Regions from separate parts of the Anser cygnoides genome. Here region 2 is linked to region 1. A link is a contact called in public Hi-C data. All regions are on one chromosome and are shown on one strand. Each heading gives the region's core, a stretch centred on a gene start, on an enhancer-like site or on the middle of the called end of the contact. The rest is flanking DNA. Distances are from core to core; before and after follow the strand shown. Region 1 holds the start of UTP11 (UTP11 small subunit processome component). Region 2 holds the start of CDCA8 (cell division cycle associated 8).

Evidence for each region. A called contact is a pair of places that touch in the nucleus more often than the background predicts.
Region 2: a Hi-C map of liver shows a contact between it and region 1, with 2.0 times the contacts expected there. The contact joins the promoter of CDCA8 here to the promoter of UTP11 in region 1. A contact is called at or near these places in 2 of 7 Hi-C or Micro-C datasets (granulosa cells and liver).

What each region holds. Positions count from the first base shown.
Region 1 is chr24:4,415,223-4,417,922 of Taihu_goose_T2T_genome, reverse strand. It overlaps UTP11 (UTP11 small subunit processome component), which reads left to right and starts at 1,323. Exons shown (of 8, transcript XM_048073245.2): 1 at 1,323-1,612; 2 at 1,714-1,775; 3 at 2,188-2,290; 4 at 2,431-2,544. The coding sequence starts at 1,550. It overlaps FHL3 (four and a half LIM domains 3), which reads right to left and starts at 887. Exons shown (of 6, transcript XM_048073244.2): 1 at 725-887.
Region 2 is chr24:4,618,709-4,621,668 of Taihu_goose_T2T_genome, reverse strand. It overlaps CDCA8 (cell division cycle associated 8), which reads left to right and starts at 1,519. Exons shown (of 10, transcript XM_048073264.2): 1 at 1,519-1,699; 2 at 2,479-2,607; 3 at 2,868-2,908. The coding sequence starts at 1,618. AIRIM (AFG2 interacting ribosome maturation factor) reads right to left here and starts at 1,408. Exons shown (of 4, transcript XM_048073265.2): 1 at 1,105-1,408; 2 at 855-1,034; 3 at 656-774; 4 at 1-281. The coding sequence starts at 1,373. The coding sequence ends at 241.

The DNA of each region.
Region 1 (2,700 bases), core at 74-2,573:
TTGAGTCAGCGCAGAGCAATTCCTCCCAACACGCTTTAACCTAACTGTAAAGTACCTCCAGCATTTCCATGCATTCTCATGAAAGAGACAAAGCAATTAATGTAACCGCAGGTGCAAAATACCTACAGAGCTCGAAACCAAAAGAGAAAACCTTACCTGCAAGAGAGCATATAGCCATCTGAAACCAAACTGCATTCAGTAAAACACATTTTGCAGCGATGCTGAGCTATTTTTCAAAGCCACAAGATGCCAGCTGTGACGTTTGAGCTTTTGTTTAAGAAGAAAAAAGCAAAGGCTGGAGAAGCCTTACCCCATACCTACCCTGGGACTCCCTGGACACACAGCAGCCCGTTAGGGCGTGCTGAACGTTTCTCTGCACTAAGCTTGAGCATTTGGTTTAACTTTACTTCAGAGTTTATTGGTCGGGTAAAGTTTCAGAGCTTTAATAAAACACAGCTTAAGCACTGCAGCTTCACAGTCTGGGAAAGAGGAACGGCAGAAAGGTTTTTTTTTTTTTCCCTTTCTTTTCTTTTAGAAAACGGCATTCGCTGTGCTTCCTCGAGCAAACCCGGTGAAGATCTCCGAGCAGGATCCACCTCGGGCAGGGGCAAACCCAGCCGGGGTCCCGCGGGGATGCTCGGTCCCCCCCTCTTCCCCCAGCCCTCCCCCGGTGCCCCGGGGCTGCCCGTGCCCCCTCGGAGCCCCCTGGCCCGGTTCTCCCCACCTGCTCGGCGCCCCGGGGCCGCGCTCGCTGCTCGCCCCGACGATGGGCAGGCTGGGCACGGCTCGGCTCGGCTCGGCTCGGCACGGCTCCGTATGGCTCGGCACGGCTCGGCACCGCTCCCCAGCCGGCGGCGGAGCCCGGCACTGCCCCGCCCGGCTCGGGGCGGAGCGGAGCCGAGGGGCGGTGAGCCGAGCCGTGCCGTGCCGTGCCGAGCCGAGCCGAGCCGAGCCGTGCCGTGCAGGGGGCGGTGGGCTCGGCGGCACGGAGCCGCCCTGCCCCCGGTTGAAACCGGCAGGGATCAGCCACGGGTGCGCCCCCACGGCACCCGTGGGAACCCCCCGGGGAGGCGGAGGGCGGGGGGAGCACGGCGCTGCCGGGAGGTCCCAGCACCGGGGGGATGCCCCGCGGAGCCCCCCGGGCCCCGGCTCGGCCCCTCCACCGGCGTCGCCCCCGTGGCACCGATCGCCTGCAGGGCACCGGGGATGGCGGCGGCGGGGAAAGGGGGGAGTCGGGGGGGGGAGCAAAGCTCCATGCCCCGGCAGCGGGGAGTTAGAACCGGGGGGGCTGCGGCCATCACAGCCTGAGGGCGAGGAGCCCCGGGGGGGGGACAATAAACGAGCCCCGGGACAGGGCTGGGCCCGCACCGGAGAAGGCCGCGGGGCCCGGGCGGGCGCCGCTGTCACCATGGAGACGGCGCCACCGGCCGCCATTACGTGACGCGTGGAGCCTGCGGCCTAGGCCCTGCCCCGCCCGCTCCGGCTCCGGCTCCTCACGCGGCCGCCGCCGCCACCGGGTTCCCGGTACCGACCCCGTCCCCTCTCCGCCATGTCGGCCTCCTTCAGGAAGGCCGCCAAGTCCGGGCAGCGGCAGCACCGCGAGCGGGCCCAGGTGAGCGCCATCCCCCCGCTGCGGGCCGCGGGGCTCCGGTGCGGGCCCTCGGGCTTCGCTGCCGGCGGCCCCTTCATCTCCTGTCCCGCTTTTCCCCGCAGCCCGCCTCTCGGAAGAAGCTGGGGCTGCTGGAGAAGAAGAAGGACTACAAGCTGCGAGCGGAGTGAGTCGGGGAGAGCCGGGAGGGAGCCCCCCGGGGCTGCACCATGGCCGTGCCCGGCCCTGTCCTGAGTCCCCACACATGGGCAGTGAGACGTGCGGAAAGGCCTCACGCTGTTATCACTGCAAATAATAAAGGAATTACAAGTGCTGTCTTCTGTTTTTAATGGCTGACCCCGCGGAAGGTCCAGGAGGGCTAAGCTGGACAGTTGGACAGCACTTGCTCCTCAACACTGTTCATCTCCAGCTTTGCTGAGGAATAAGTTATGAGGCTGAAGTTGATTGTTGGTGTCCAGCTTGGTACAGGGAGCCTTGGCTGTCATATCACGGTGCTGAGCATCGCTCTGAGGGACTCAGCATCACCTCAGGGAATGCGGACATGGAGAAATGCTGAATTGCTCTTTCTTTTTTTCCAGGGACTATAACAAGAAGCAAAATGCCCTCAGAGCACTTCAGAAGAAAGCTCTGGACAAGAATCCCGATGAGTTTTATTTTAAGATGATAAACACACGGCTCAAGGTAAGAAACTATCTTCAGGTGGGATTACACTGCAGCTCCAAGTAACAAGTTATGTTTTTTAATTTACGAATTAGTAAACAAAATAGCAGACTTACCTTGGTGCTGTGGAAGTTTAAGTGCTATGTTCCATCTGTTTTTAGGATGGAGTTCATGTAATTAGACAACCAAAGGATGAAGTGACTCCTGAACAGGCAAAATTGATGAAGACACAGGATCTTAAGTATGTAGAAATGAAAAGAGTTGCAGAAGCCAAGGTAATGCTTCACTTTTTCAGTTTCCATTTTGCCCAGAATTGTTTTTACTGTAATTTTTTTTCCTCTCCTTTGGGGAGGGGTTGCTGATGGTGATGGATATTGTGTTTATGTTCAGAGAAATCTCGTTCATGTAATACTGGAAATGATAGATGGAAA
Region 2 (2,960 bases), core at 270-2,769, 200 kb before region 1:
ATGACTTGATCAGCTCAACCTCTTCTTCAGACGTTAAGTCCATCTCCATTTGAAAACGGAACAGTCCAAGCATTTCCTACCAATGCCAACTCATTCAGCTTCCAAAACACCATCAGTAAAGCTTCCTCAACTCATCTTCCTCTTTGTGGTTATCTCAGAATATACTGGGCACTCATAGAAGCTGGTCAACATCAGTCCTCCTTGGATTTTCCATCTGGAGCCTGGTTAGCAGGGCAGCTGTCACTGGTTGTCCAAAAAGAGAGAGACCTTAAGAAGAACATCTGAGTTGGGGGGAAAAAAAAAAAAAAAGCCATTAGTTTAACACATTTTATTTGTGTTCCGTACCTGCAAAAATTTAACTTGAAACAATCAAGAGAAATGTATATAAAGCCAACTTCATAGAGCTAGTGAAATGGATTGCTAAGCCCCCATTATAATGGGAGAAAAGGCATCGCTCCCAGATGATGCTTGGGTGCAAAGGCTAGTATTTACCACCAAATCATTTACAAGATCTGAGCACAGATTGCAAAGAATCAGTGCAAAGGAAGCAAGTTCACCCACTGCTACTGAGACCAACACAGGAGCTGGGTGGTTGGCAGGCCTTCAGCCTCCAGGGCTGAGAAACGCCCTTCGGGTCTGCCCCATGAAGAGCTACCTTGAACAGTGTCTTCCTCGTACCGCTCCAAAATCCTCTTCCAGGCCTGCGGGAGAGCTTCCATGTCTTCTGGGCTGTCGCAGCTGATGCGCAGCAGGAACAGCTTGCTCTCCAGGTACCTGCGGGCTCCGTAAGGCCAACAAACACACAAAGCAGCACCCGCCACCCCCCCCAGGAGAACCCCCCACCGCAAGGATACAGGTACCGGTAGTACCGCTCCACATCCTGCAGCCCTTCCAGCACATCAGCCAGCGACGGGCGGCGAGGCCCGCGCCGCAGGCTCTCGGCCAGGCCCAGCTCCGCCGCTCTCTCCTCGTAGAGCCGCAGCACGGCGGCGGCGCCGGCCCCGACGGCGTCCCTCAGGGCGCGGAGCTCCTCCCTGCGGGGCACAGCTCAGCCGAGCCTCGCACCCCGGCACCCAGCCCGGCCCCGGCGCCTCCCCCCCTCACCGCCGCCGGCCGAGCTGCTCCAGCAGCGCCTCGGCCGCGCCGCGCTGCTTCCTCCACAGCCGCTCCCGCAGCTCCCCGAAGGCCCCGAGCGGCGAGGAGCCCCACGCCAGCCTCCGCGCCGCCCGCAGCTGCTCCGCCAGCCCGGCTAGAGACACCAGCAGCGGCTCCCAGGAGGCCAGCGCCTCCCTCCGGGCCGCCTCCTGCCGCGCCGCCGCCGCAGCCCACTCCCGCAGCGCCGCCACCATCACTCCCGCCGCCGCCGCCGCCATCTTAGCGCCCTCCCGGAAGCGCTCCCCGCGCCGACGTTACCAAGCGGCGCCAGGCTCGGATGGCGGCGCCGCCGCCGAGCTCGGCTCTGATTGGCCGCGCGGCGCTCTCCGGGTTCTGATTGGGCGGCGGGTGGGCGGGGCTTGCGTTTAAACGCGGCGCGGGCGGCGGCGGCAACGGCGGCAGCGCTGGGGCGGGCCGGGCTCGCACGGCGGCAGCGGCACCTCCAGGCCCCGCGGCTCCGCCATGGCGCCCTCGCGCAAGAAGGCGGCCGCGGGGGCCCGCAGCAGGAAGCTGGCGGCATTCCTCAAGGACTTCGACCGCGAGGGTGGGGGGGTCTGGGAGCGGTTTTGTTTTGGTGGTGGGGCGGCCCCGGGACCGGTTTGGGGGGGAGGGGGGCACCGGACCCGTTTTTTTGGAGGAGGGGGTTGGGGGGGGGGGGGGTGTGAGAGTCTCCGGGCCCTTTTTTGGGGCGGGGGGGGGGAGCGGCCCCAAGCCCGGTTTTGGGGGGTAGGTGGCAGCCAGGTCTGGTCTAGGGGGGGGGCGGAGGGACCCGGTTTTGGAAGGGGAGGGGGTGAGGGTGGTCGGGCGTGGTTGGGGGGGGGGGCGGTCGAGCCTGATTTTGGGGGGGGGGGATTCTGGTTCCGGTTCTTGGAAGGGGGGGCGGCGGTACCGGGACCGGCTTTTAGGAGGGAGCGACCCCAGGCCCGGTTTGGGGGGGCGGGGTGGTACTGGAACCGTTTTTTTTTTTTTGAGGGGGTGGCCCCAGGCCCGGTTTTGGGTGGGGGGTGTCAGCCAGGTCCAGTTTGGGGGCGGGGGCCTGGGTCCATTTTTGGGGTGCGGCCGGACCCGGTATTAGAGGGGGCAGGGTGTCAATGGTGGGACCCGGTTTGGGGTGGGGGGGGATAAGAGGAGGGCTGGCCTGGTTGAGAGGGGGGGCGAGGGGGGTGGTGGTTGAGCCTGGTTTTGGGGGAAGGGGGGTGATGGGGGTCTCGGGACCGGTTTTTTCTCGGATTTTTTGGGGGGGGGTCCTGGGACCGGTTTTCTGGGGGGAGGGGGTGTCTTGGGCCCAGAGCCGAGCACGACCCTATGCCCCTGTCCCCACAGTGAGGAGCCGGGTCGAGCAGATTCAGGCAAACGGGCAGCGCCTGGTCAAGGAGGTAGAGAACCTGTACGACATCGAGATCCTCCGGCTGCCCGTGGCCCTCCGTGAGATGAACTGGCTCGAGTACTTCGGTATGGGGGTGCTGGGCTGGTGGGGGTGTTCCTCCCTTTAAACGGTGCTGAAAGGGCAGCAAAAAGTCGAGGCGAGTGGACTTGCACAAGCAGAAAGCCTGTGGGTGTCTCAGAGTGCTGGTATCCATCTGAGGCTGCTTGCTCACTACTAGGAAAACCACTTTGTGCTGCTTTTTGTTCTAGTGCAGTGTTAAAATACAGCTGTGCTTATTGTAGGAGCTGTTGTGGATCACTTTTAAAAAAAAATGTTTTCTTTCTAGCTAAAGGCGGGAGTAAAAAGGCCTTGGAAGCGGCAGCGACGGTAAGTATTCAACATAAATATTAAACTTGCTTGATAGTGTCGTACAGCCCTG